Linked DNA regions of Oryctolagus cuniculus: region 2 is linked to region 1. A link is a contact called in public Hi-C data. All regions are on one chromosome and are shown on one strand. The core of a region is the stretch at or near the end of the contact, and the rest is flanking DNA. Distances in the headings are between cores, read along the strand shown. Region 1 overlaps WDR27 (WD repeat domain 27). Region 2 has its middle 170 kb from the start of THBS2.

Region 1 (6,612 bases), core at 316-2,815:
GGTCGGGTGTGGTGCTTTCTGCCTGTGCCTCTGGTGTCACCAGGTGCCCCGGCGACTCCAGGGAGGCCCTTGTGAGTGTGGACGGAGCCCGACTGACTGCCTGCTGCGAGGAGAGCCGCTGACCCTGGGCGTTCCTCTAGGTTTTCATTGTTGGAAAAGGCTTTCCCATGAGTTAGGAGAGCGCAGTGGACGCTGAAACTTGTCTTGGAACAAGGCGCAGCATTCCTGCTGGGGGTGCCTCCCCATCCTGTCGCACGGGCCCAGTCGGATAGTCATGAATTTTAACTGAAAATACAGTTCATGCCTCAGCACCCACCCAGGAAATTTATTTCCGTCCTAATCCAAGACAGGCCAGGTGATGAATTGGAATTCTGTCCTGGGAGAATGTGGGGCCTCTGAGGTCATGGCCAGGTAGTGCCGCTCAGCTTGAAAACCAGTGAGAGTGGCCGGCGCTGTGGTGTAGAAAGTTAAGCTTCTGCCCGCACATGGATGCCGGTTCAAGTCCTGGCTGCTCCAGTTCTGATCCAGCTCCCTGCTAATGGCCTGAGGGAGGCAGTGCTCAGGTCCCTGTCATTCATGTGGGAGACCTGGAAGAAGCTCCTGGCTCCTGGCCTCAGCTCAGCCCAGCCTCGGCCGTTGTGGCCATTTGGGGAATGAATCAGTGGATGGAGTATCTCGCCCTCTCCGTCTCTCTCTCCTTCTCCCTGTATCTCTGCCTTTCAAGTAAATAAATATTTTTTTTTAAAGAAAATCACTGATATTGACCGTAACTAATTCAGTACAGGAGTTTAGCGTTGGTGCTTCAGAGTTCAGATTGTCTTCCGTCAAAAGCTGCCGTGGAGTTCCAGGGTGGCTGGGGTGGGGGGAGCTCCAGCCCTCGTGCAGGTGCAGCTGGCACCGTCCTGCTGGAGGGGCCAGGGTCAGCTGAGGGTCCCCCAAGACCGACTTAGTGAAGAGCCTGCTGCAGATGGGAGACTATGCTCTGAGCTCTGCCAGGCCGTTTTCTGCCCTCTGAGATCTCCCTTGGTGGAGAAGCCTCGTGTGCGCTCCGTCTGCGGTGGGCGGTTCATGTCCCCTGTGCTGAACTGTTTCCTGACACGTGGACCCTGGGTCTGGCAGGAGGACGCTGGCTCAGCTCCTTACCACTGGGGGCCGTCATCAAGCGACATCAGGGTGGGAGCCGCTGTCTGGTTCTGGGGAGATGTGTTGACCCCTGTGACGAGCCTGAGGAGAGGGGAAGGGGCCTGGCTGGGGAGGCCGAAGCCTGAGGGCTCCAGAGGGCCCCTGCCATGTGGGATCCCTGCCATGCACCCGAGGCCACAGCACTCCGGAGCCCGTGCCTGGGCCTGAGCCTGGAAGAGGAAGCGGGCTCTTTGCCAGTCCCGTGAGCAGCGACAGGCAGGCCCATGGTGTCCTGTGGCTCTGCTGGAGGCATCCCTCTGCCACTCCGGTGATGGGCGGGGCTTGTGCTTGCACGCAGCTTTTGTGAGCTGGTGGACAGAGGCCCAGAAGACATGCGGCAGTCTTGGGCAGTGCGTGGTGTCATGGGAGAAGGACATGGGAGGTGGAATCGCACCCTCCTCCTGCCCTCGGTGAGCCAGTGGTGTTGGTGTCCCAGAGTGGGCCTCCTGGGGCTGCCGGGGTAGGTCCTTTAGAGAGAGTTTTCACGGTGGCATGGAGTCCAGACTTAAGCACTACTCGTAAGAGTGTTGCAGGTGCCATTTGCTACCGACACCTACAAGCCCTGGCCCCAGAACACTGTCCTCCTGCCACCAAGGGGCAGGGGTGAAGGCTGGAGCCTGGCTGGCTTGGCCTCAGCACGGTTGCTGAAACTGCACACTGTCCACAAGGGGGAAGCAGAGCTGTTCCAGACGGCTGTCGCTCGGTGCGTTTTTGGCTCTGAGATTCCCTGGGTTCAGGTTACAGAGTGAGTTGCAGACTGACTCGTGTGCCTTTCCATTTTCCTCGTTGGTTTTCTGACCCATGTGATTCACTTTCTGATCTTTAAATTACTGCGTGTGGTGCATACACCAAGACCGACATGCCAGTGGCCGCCCTCCCTGGGGAGGTCCCTGGGTGACCAGCGTCTTCCCAGAGCAGTGGTGACTTGGCCGCTTGTCCTTGCTGCAGGAGGCGGAATGTGATTGCTCAGCAAGTCTTGATTGCTGGTTGTTGGGGCGTCCGTCTTCCCCACCAGCCTGTCTCTCGTGGCCTCTGTGCAGAGCCCAGCGGCCCCTTGTCCGCCTCACTCGTCTCTCCTGTGTCTCTTGCGCAGGGCGCAGTTTTGAGAACATCCTGGGGACACAGGGGGTGGCAGCCGAGGGACACAGAGGGTGGCAGGCAGGGGACACAGAGGGTGGCAGCTGGGGGACACAGGGCTGGCAGCCTGGGGACACAGAGGGTGGCAGGCAGGGGACACAGGGCTGGCAGCCTGGGGACAGAGGGGGTGGCAGCCTGGGGACAGAGGGGGTGGCAGCCGGGGGACACAGAGGGTGGCAGCCGGGGGACACAGAGGGTGGCAGGCAGGGGACACAGAGGGTGGCAGCTGGGGGACACAGGGCTGGCAGCCTGGGGACATAGGGGGTGGCAGCCTGGGGACACAGGGGGTGGCAGCTGGGGGACACAGGGCTGGCAGCCTGGGGACACAGGGGGTGGCAGCCGAGGGACACAGAGGGTGGCAGGCAGGGGACACAGAGGGTGGCAGCTGGGGGACACAGGGCTGGCAGCCTGGGGACACAGAGGGTGGCAGCCGGGGGACACAGAGGGTGGCAGCCGGGGGACACAGGGCTGGCAGCCTGGGGACATAGGGGGTGGCAGCCTGGGGACACAGGGGGTGGCAGCCTGGGGACACAGAGGGTGGCAGCTGGGGGACACAGGGCTGGCAGCCTGGGGACACAGAGGGTGGCAGCCGGGGAACACAGAGGGTGGCAGCCGGGGGACACAGGGCTGGCAGCCTGGGGACACAGAGGGTGGCAGCCAGGGGACACAGGGCTGGCAGCCTGGGGACACAGGGTGGCAGCCAGGGGACACAGGGCTGGCAGCCTGGGGACACAGGGGGTGGCAGCCGGGGGACACAGGGCTGGCAGCCTGGGGACACAGGGGGTGGCAGCCGGGGGACACAGGGCTGGCAGCCGGGGGCACTGTCATATTTGAGTGGCTCCCTGGGCTTGAGGCATGTCTGAGGCTCCAGGGCCAGGCGGGCTCAGAAAGCAGATGTGTGGTCGGAGGCCCAGGAGGCAGCATGTCCCCAGCCCGCAGCAGCAGGATGGCAGGCAGGAGTCCGGACCCGGTCAGGCTGGCATGGGAGTGAGAGGCTGGGTGGCAAGCTCTGTAGGCAGGGGAAATAAGCCCAGCTGTCAGCCGCACAGCAGCGTCTCCCAGTTCAGGGTGTTTACTGCTAAGGAGCTCGCCAGCACCCCGTGTCGGCAGTCAGAACAGCTGTTTCAGGGGTTGGTGATATGGCGTGCCAGATTAAGCCATCATCGGAGACACCAGCGTCCCATATGGGCACCAGCTTGGGTTCCAGCTGCTCCGCTTCCAATCCAGCTCCCTGCTAATGACCTGGGAAGGTGACCCAAGTGCTTGGGGCCCTGTCACCCACGTGGGACCCAGATGAAGGTCCTGGTTCCTGGTTTTGGACTGGCCATGCTCTGGCTGTTGTGACCATCTGAGGAGTGAAACCAGTAGTTGGAAGATCTCTCTGCCTCCCCCCTGTCTCTGTAACTCTGACTTTCAAATAAATAATTCTTTAAAAAAAGATAATTAGCCATTTTAAATGCAGATAAAAATGTCAAAATCTCAAGGAAATGATTATATCCTACGTGTGTTCAGTAAAGCTTTTTGACTTTTTCCTTTGATGTCAAAAGAATCATAGTTACTTTTTTATTATTACTTATTTATTTGAAAGAGTTACACAGAGAGGCAGAAGCAGAGAGAGAGAGAGAGAGAGAGAGAGAGAGAGAGAGAGAGAGGTCTTCCATCCTCTGGTTCATTCCCCAGTTGGCCTCAATGGCCGGAGCTGTGCCAGTCCGAAGCCAGGAGCCAGGAGCCTCCCCCGGGTTTCCCACGTGGGTGCAGGGCCCAAGGACTTAGGCGTCTTCCACTGCTTTCCCAGGCCACAGCAGAGATCTGGATGGGAAGTGGAGCAGCTGGGGAGTGATCCACCACCCATATGGGATGCTAGCGCTGCAGGCAGTGGCTTTACCTGCTACGCCACAGTGCTGGCCCCAAAAGAATCGTGGCTTTAAAATACTACTTAATCCACAGACTTCTGTACTGTGTTTTATGATTCTACAGTTTATAATTTTTGTGAAACAGACACTCACAGATGCACATGTAATTTTGAATTTCCTACTTTAAGAAATACGACGACTAGGGGAATCTCTTAGCAATGGAGTCTGGCCCTGTGTGGGGAGCAGCCCGGACTGGACTGAGTTACTGGAATTAAGACTTATTCTATGCATCTGCTCTCCCACAATATGGCGCTGGGAGAGAAGTAAACAGCTTCCGCACAGCTGCCTCCAGTTCAACCAATAAACTGTAGGACTTGCTCCTGATTGGAGAGCAGCGTACTCGGCGTGTGGGCAGCCGAGTTGGGATTGGCGGAGGAGGACTATAAAGGAGGAGAGAGACGGCATGCACCGGGGCATCTAAGGGGAACATCTAGCTGAAGGAACACCTGTGCAGCCCCCGAGAAGAGCCGGCCGGCGGTGTGCCGCTCCCCTGCGGAAGTGGGGAATGTGGCCAGGGGGAACTGCCCTTCCACGGAGGTGGAAGGGATAGTAGCCAACCCGGGAAGAACCAGCAGCAAACCCGGGGAGGGCCGAGCAGACGAGAGAACAGCGCAGGGTCCTGTGTCGTTCCTCCACGAAGAGGGGGAGCGACAGCCCTGAACTTGGTTCTGTGTGGCGTCACTGTGGCTGGGGATCCCCCGCGTGCCTCGTTTGTTCCTCGGGACCTGCAGTTGCAGGTATGCCGTGCGGGGGGTGGGGGGCGGGGGACACAGGTAACCCTGTTTGTTCTTCCTTGTCCCTGTGCCCTCAGGTCACGATGCAGCCGTGAGCACCGTGTGCTGGAGCCATGACCAGAGGTGGCTGCTGTCTGTAGCCCAGGATGGGGCCCTGCGGGTGTGGTCCCTCCGCAGGGCAGAGCTCCTGTTGCTGCTGGTAATGAGGCCCCTCCCCACCCACGGCTGTCCTGCAGCGTCCTCTCAAGGGCATGTTTTTGCCTTAATCGGAGACTTGGAAATGGACACTGATCAGGAGCTTGCAGTGAAGGTTATTGATCAGATATTTTCTTACATGTGTGCTCATGTTATTCACCACATAATGTGCACACATGTACACATGCACGCCTGCTACATGCTACATGCATGTGTGGACACATACAGTTACATGTCCTAATGTGTGTTATGGTCAGCAAACAGGAAAATAATTAATGCTGTAGTACTTGGTTAATTTTAAATGTTAATCTAGTGTGATTTTATTGCAGAGGTAATGGTCATGGCCTAAGGGATACTGCATGAATATTTTGGGAGAAAAATGACTAGTTTTGATGATCTGATGGGTGGTCATTCGGAAGTAGGATGGAGAAGGAGAGACAGGAAGATGGCAGTAGTCTGACACCAAGACAGGAGGAGGTGTTCGTAAGAAGTGGCTTTGATTTGTGAAATTATGGGATGGTTAATTGTGAAAGACACAACGTAGGAAGTGGTGGAATTTCCGATGTGCTCAGCGTTTGTTCTCTACGGGCCTGGCTGGAGGAAGAGCCCTAGACAGAGGGCGTGAAGCCGGGGGCTCCGTGAGGGTGGAGGCTCTCACGGCCGCTCCAGGGTGTGCAGGGGGCGGTGGGTTTTGGAGTTGCTGATACTGTTCGCTTGTGCGCACAGTGTCCGTTTTCAAAGTCGGAACCTTAGAACTAAGTTTTCAAACAGGTTTTAAATTCCAGGCGTAATAAAATCCTTGCTGCTTAACATATTCATTGCTTAGTTTCAGTTTTCTTTGAGAGGTTTTAAATGGCTAGGATTGACAGTAGACTTATAGTAAAACTTCTGTCCTACCGCACCTTCAGAAGCCATCAGAAGGCAGAAGGGAGAGAGCAGATCTGCCCTAACAAAGCGCACGTGTGCCCAGAGTGATGGGTGCTCGGGGCTCGGATGGCAGGGCCTGTGCGTTACCCTCACTGCCGCGGTCACTGGTTTGCTTTGCAGGGAAAAGACGTGTTTCCCAGGCCTGTTCACTCTGCACAGTTCTACTTCGTGGACACCTTCTTGTTGCTGTCTTCTGGCCCCGACGTGCGGCTACTGCAGTATCACCTGGACGCCTGCAGGGATGAGCTGAAACGGTAGGAGGCCCCTCTCTCCGACGAGCGGCGCGTCCGGCATCCTGGCGGGGACCTCACAGGGACCAGACTCCTGCCAGAGCCGGCTGGCCTGGCCTTCCTGGGTTCTGATTCTCTTAAGACTCTGGGCTTGGTGGCCTTTGTGTGACGTAGAGGCTTGGGGAGTGGGACCTGAGGGAGCTCAGCTCTGTGACGCACTGAGGTGGTGACGTGCGGGAGGCTGCTACTTAGAGCAGGAATTAAAATTGTGAAGTTGTCCAGATACACACATGT
Region 2 (6,168 bases), core at 215-2,714, 400 kb after region 1:
GAATTCCATAGATTCCCAGACTACAACAACAATTCTCCCCTCCCTCCCCTCTCCTTTTTTCAAGGATGTTTAGTGTTTACAGTCGCAGGCTCAGGGCTCTGCTCCAGGAGGAAAAGTCGGGGGGGGCGCTGTTGCACAGGGGCACAGACACGGGGAACAGCAGCCATCGGGTCCCGATGTCGGTCTCACTCATCTACATGAAGGGTTTGTACTCTGCGTATTGGCTCCACAGATCAGAGAGAGCATGCGGTAATCGTCTTTTTGGGTCTGACTTAGTTCACTACGCGTAACAGTCTCCAGTTGCGTCCATTTTCTTGCCTATGACAGGAGCTCATTTCTTTTTCACAGCTGCATAGTATTCCGTCATGTCTGACTCTCATTATATTGAAACATTGAATTCTTCTCTGGCATTTACCTCACTTATGCTTGGGCTTATTTTGGTATACTTTATGCCCTGACCCTGGCCGGCGCTCTGCACTGCACCGTGTGCACCTCCTCCTGGTGCACGAGCTGCGGGCGACGTCTGAGACAGCCCCGTGTCCTTGCTTGTGCCTGTGTGCCACTTTGCATGTCTGTGTGTGTCTTCCTGGGAATCCGAGCGAGAATGGTGGACGTTTGGATCAACTCCACGGGTGGGGAGAGCACCCCCTCTTGTCCAGAACCGAAATTCATCAGAAGAGAAGGGGAGGGGGCGCGGTGGAGGGAGGGGGCAGCGGTGTTGGGAGCCACGGGGGTCTTGTGCCCCCCACAATGACAGGAGACGAGGGTGTACACTCGGGGGAGGGGAGTCTGGCTCTCGGGAGGGCAGAGGGGTGAGTTACGCAGGCCGCAGTCACTTTAAGCTGCACCTGTCAGGGCGCACGGGGGCTTCATCTGGATACGCAACGACTGTTCTGTACCCACCGCGGGCGCCCCTGGAATGGCGAGTGTCCCACCAACACGTGGCCATCTGCAGGAGTCAGTCCACACCTCCGTCTCTTAATCTGCAGCACTAGTGCCCCCGAGTCCCCATTCGAAGTCGGTTTGGAACACTCGTGTGGATTATTCTCGTAACCAAGGTGGAGTGGGAGCTGCTCGGGCTCTGCCGTCTCACGGCTGTGAGCCGATTACCCGGCCGTCAGCCAACAGCGGCACGCGGCAGGTGTTCATGCGAACCCAGCGCTGGGAGCCCAGCGTCCCCTTCCAGATGGGCCTGGCAGGTGAGATGCAGGTAGAGAGGCCGGAGTCCCACGCCGAGTGCCTGGGCCGATGCCCGGCCTGATCCCAGATGCAGCTTCCTGCCTGTGGACGGAACCCCCGGGGGAGACCCAGGGGGGTCCTGGCTCCCCGCCCAGCTCCAGCCCCACCCCGGGGCTGCCATGGGCGACTGGGTGTGAAGGAGTGGACAGGGGCGCTGGCCCGTCTGTCTCTGCCTCTCACATACAGACATTTTAGGAACAAGAACCTGTGAAGGGGAGGCGCCCATCTGCACCTTGTGCCTGGCCTTTCTAGGGCGACCAAGTTCCTACTGATTTTTTTTAACTGCTTTTTATCAAGGTAGGGAAAAGCCACACGGCTGACTTTCAAATACCTCTCAGCTTGTGCCATGTGGCTAGAGCCCCAGGCCCCAGCTCCCGGGAGCTGGGACTCGCAGCTTCCACGGAAGCTGCCGAGGCTGGGGTGAGTCACAGCTTCGCACGGCCACTCCCGAGGACTGGCGGGGGTGGGCGGGCAGCCGTGATTTGTCATGAGAATGGGATTTCTTCTGGAATAAAAATGTTCTAAAATTATGTTGTGGTTGCCTGACACTGAGGCTGTACGAAAAAGTGTGGACATGTGTGGGTCCTGACTTACCTCTCAATAAAGCCATTGCAGGTTCAGTTTTGAAAGTCGAGGAGAGCCTGTGCTTCCCACGTCCTGGGATTCTGGAGTGAACTCCGGGAATGCGGCCTGGCCAATGTGCTGCCTCGGGGTGGGTTCACACGAGTGTGAGTTAATCGCCTGTGTTTTTATAAACTCCAGAAGGTAGCATTCTGGCTCTAAAGTGTGCTGTGACCTTAGGGAAGCTGTAAAGCTCTTCAAACCATCACCACCACCATCACCCCCCCCCCCCACGACCACCGTGCTTCTGTCTGGGAAAAAGTCCCAGATGGAGAAGAGCCCTGGCACGTGCATGATATGAGACCCAATAGGGAAGACGAATCACGAGTCCCGAGCGCTGTGGCTTCCTGAGGCCTTCAGAGCCTCACGTCTAAAACTCCCTCCCTTGCCGGTGCCGTGGCTCACTAGGCTAATCCTCCGCCTGCGGTGCCGGCGCCCCGGGTTCTAGTCCCGGTCGGGGCGCCGGATTCTGTCCTGGTTGCCCCTCTTCCAGGCCAGCTCTCTGCTGTAGCCCGGGAGTGCAGTGGAGGATGGCCCAGGTCCTTGGGCCCTGCACCCCATGGAGACCAGGAGAAGCACCTGGCTCCTGGCTTTGGATCAGCGCGGTGCGCCTGCCACAGCGGCCATTGGAGGGTGAACCAACGGCAAAGGAAGACCTTTCTCTCTGTCTCTCTCTCTCACTGTCCACTCTGCCTGTCAAAAAATTAAAAAACAAAACAAAACAAAACACCCCTCCCTCCCACAGGGGCCCGGAAGGAGCTGACAAGGGGGGAAGAGGAGGAGACGCAGGGACGCCTGGTGCACACCCGGTGCCCACTGTGAGAACCCGGGAACCCTCAGGCCCCGGGCGCTGCGGGGGGCGTCTGGGGATCCACACACACTCGCGCGGCAGGCAGCGGCTGAGCCGTGACGAGTGGGCGTTAGCAGCACGGAGCCCTGAGCATGCGACACGCAAAGCGAGCGCCCAGGACAGCAGGGGACAACAGCACTGAGGGCGAGCGCCAGGCCGTGGAGGCGGTGCCAGGCTGAGGCTTCGCGAGTCGCGGGCGGAAATCTCCGTTCCTGAGTGGTCTGCGCGTGAGCCGCCGGCTCCTGGGCCGTCCCCGTCTGGGCGACAGACGTCCTGCCCGGAACATCCCTCTGCTTGTCTGCGGCAGGGCCGCTGTGGCAGTCCGCAGGGGAGAGCGGCTGCAGCCGCCACCCGGAATCTGATGCTGCGGGAAGCAGCGGACGCGGTCCTCTCACACGGTCTGAGGCCATTTCTTTTCTTTTCTATTGGCCGTGAGACCGACGGCAGCACACCGGGGTTTGGTCTGCCTGAAGCGAGGCCGGGTTGAAGACCGGGGCTTCAATACCTCCGCAGCAGGGAGAGTCTACCTGACGGCTGCATACGGTGAGGTCACGGCTGCCAGTGTGGACCCCGGCGATGGGAGTGAGCACCACCCACGGAGGAGACCAGGCGGGACGGCCCCGGGTCATCTGGGCCCTGGGCGTTCAGGTGTCTGCGTGAGTGACAGGTGGACGTCCTCCACCTCCTCAACGCCAAGCCCAGCAGAACGGGAGCATCGACTGCTTTCTACATGGAGGACCAGCATCATTAGGTTTGTTGTGAAGTTCTCGTCCTCTCCTGTACAGGCTGCGGGTCTGTGAAATGTCCAATCAATTCTACGAAAAATCAGCTCGGAGAGAAACCCACGCCCGGGCCACAGGCGGAACTCCGAAGGCAGCGCAACCACACGGACACGAAACGGAACTCTGAGACCTCGGCTCCTGTGCCAGCGTCGGAGTGGCGTGGCCGGCGCTCGCCGGGTCGGAGGAGGAGCCAGGCCGGCCCACGTGCTGCTGTGGGCTCTCTCCTATCAACAGAGCCAGGCCAGCCCACCACGCTGCCGTGGGCTCTCTCCTATCAACAGAGCCAGGCCAGCCCACCACGCTGCCGTGGGCTCTCTCCTATCAACAGAGCCAGGCCAGCCCACCACGCTGCCGTGGGCTCTCTCCTATCAACAGAGCCAGGCCAGCCCACCACGCTGCCGTGGGCTCTCTCCTATCAACGGCACGGCAGCACTGCTTCACGGGCCCCTGGCACCACCCAGCGGCTGGCCCGAAGGCCCTGCAGCCCGCCCTCCTGGCCGGGGGCCGCCAAACTCTCCCCAGGCTTCCTCTGATACTGGAGCCAAATTTTTGAACTCTGTCATCATTGGTAATAGAGTTAGATCCATTTGTCACGGTCTACATTCCGTTGATTTTGCTTTAAATTACATTTTGCATAAATGTTGTTCTTTGGCCTCTTTATGGCTCTTGGCATCTGACCAGTGCATAGATCATAGATCCACACCCAGCGCCGTGCAGGGTCGCGGTGTCGGGCTAGCCTTCCCCACGCGCACCCCGCACAGTCACCCTTCCCAGACCCTCGGGGCCCCAAGCTCCAGGTGGCCTCAGAGGGGAACAATGCCACCTGCAGCCTTTGGGGAATGCGAGGAGCAGGCAGCTGGGATCTGACCCGCGTCCCCGCGTGACTCGCTGAGCAGGGCGCCTGCGCTGCACCGCCGATGCCCATGGGCTCGTGCTCTAGGGCGATGTGCCTGCTTCCAGTCTGACACAGCGGGGTCAGCGTGCCGTGTGTGTGCACCGCCATTCCTGGTGTGGAGGTAGTCTTCCCTCCCTCCCTCCCTCTCTTTCTTTTAAGGTTGATCTATGTATTGTGAAAGTCAGAGTTACAGGGATGGTAGGAGACACACACAGAGAGGTCTTCCACCCCCTGGTTCTTTCCCCAAATGGCCACAATGGACAGCATTGAGTCAGGCTGAAGCCAGGAGCCAGGAGCTTCTTCCGGGTCTCCCATGTGGGTGCAGGGGCCCAAGCACTTGGGCCGTCTTCCACTGCTTTCCCAGGCCATAGCAGGGAGCTGGACTGGAAGTGGAGCAGCCGGGACTGGAACCAGCCAGCGCCCATAGGGGATGCCGGCATCGCAGGCTGTGGCTTTACCCGCTGTGCCACAATGCTGGCCTCACATTTTTTTTTCTTTAAATTTTAACTTTAGCAGTGCCTGTTGGGAGAGAGAGAGAAACGAAGGGGGAAAGGGGAATTTGGGGTGGAAGCTTTATCAGACATGTAATTTGCAAATAGTTTCTCCAACTCTGTGGTTTGTCTTTTCATTATATGTACAGTGTCTTTTGCAAAGCAAGCAGTTTTGATTCTATTAAAGTCAAGATTAGCAGATTTTTCTTCTCTGGAACGTGCCCTGGGTGTGTAGCGAGAAACTCACTGCCACGACGGCAGTTACCCAGCGGCCGTGGGCTTTCTCCCGGACGCTTGATGCTCTTGCGTTTTACATGGAGGCGCGGGGCCCTGTATGAATCCAAGTTCGTACACGGCGCAAGGTGCAGGCTGGCGCGGGTCCCTGTGTCTTGTCATAGGATCATCGGATTGTCCCAGCCGCAGTGATGGGGAGGTTCTCTCCCCCACGGACCGCACCTCTGCTGGGTTCATCTGTGGAGGGGGAGCCTGCGTCTGGTTCCCCACGCCGCTCTGTCGGTTTCTTTCTCACAGCACCACTGCCACCCTCTGTCGTCACCCAGGCTGCATTGCGAGCCTGGACCCGGAGGCCAGATCACTTCAGCTCTTCTCTGTGTCTCCTCCCGGAGTTCTGGGGACACTGCGGCCGCTTTGCCCCAACGCCGTGGGGAGATTCGGTTCGTTGGTGCGCACAAGGCAGGCTTGCTGGGGTGGGACTGGGCCGGCGCTGACCCACGCGCCCTGCAGCCAGCTCTCCCGCCACGGGGCCGTGCGCAGCTCCGTGCATTTGCACCTTTTCTTCTCATTTCTTCCCATTGTGTGGTTTTTGGCGTGGAGATCGGCATCTGTTTTGCTTACATCATTTGTTCAGCATGATTGCAACTAGCATTTTCAAAGTTCAGAATCTAAATGTTGATTATTGTCTACAGAGATGTTTCAGTTTTAGTATGAATGGCTCAGTATGTGGACACAAATATACTCTGGTATTTCTGATCTTGGTTGCGTCCTACTTTCTGGTGTGTTTCACCCAGGTCCCCTCTAAGCGCTGGGTTGGCCGCATCCTGCAGGTTCTCACGTGTTGTGCGTTCTTTGTACTTTGCTCCAAAATCCGTTAACTTGGTGTGAGGCATCTTTGCTGACCAGGAGCCAGCCAGAGTGTGCCGTTACTCCGTGGTCTCCCGACTTCTCCGGCCCAATTTAGTTCTTTCTCCCAGCCACGTCCTCACTGCCGGGAGCGTGTGTTGTGTGTCCACGGCAGAGGACACTGTTCACCGTGGCAAATGTTCAATTTGG

What was found. Hi-C and Micro-C count contacts between places; a contact is called where the count stands out from the background.
Region 2: a Hi-C map of an unstated tissue shows a contact between it and region 1, with 4 times the contacts expected there. The contact joins two enhancer-like sites. A contact is called at or near these places in 2 of 6 Hi-C or Micro-C datasets (ear pinna and an unstated tissue).

The regions. Positions count from the first base shown.
Region 1 is chr5:717,241-723,852 of mOryCun1.1, forward strand. WDR27 (WD repeat domain 27) reads left to right here. Exons shown (of 25, transcript XM_070074559.1): 18 at 5,044-5,165; 19 at 6,209-6,342. Among named protein-coding and RNA genes, the nearest start is that of C5H6orf120, 69 kb to the left of the region's middle. Within about 2 kb of position 1,566, at least 1 of the 8 cell types and tissues checked has an H3K27ac peak or open chromatin away from gene starts, as enhancers often do.
Region 2 is chr5:1,121,172-1,127,339 of mOryCun1.1, forward strand. No RefSeq gene overlaps it. Among named protein-coding and RNA genes, the nearest start is that of THBS2, 170 kb to the left of the region's middle. Within about 2 kb of position 1,465, at least 1 of the 8 cell types and tissues checked has an H3K27ac peak or open chromatin away from gene starts, as enhancers often do.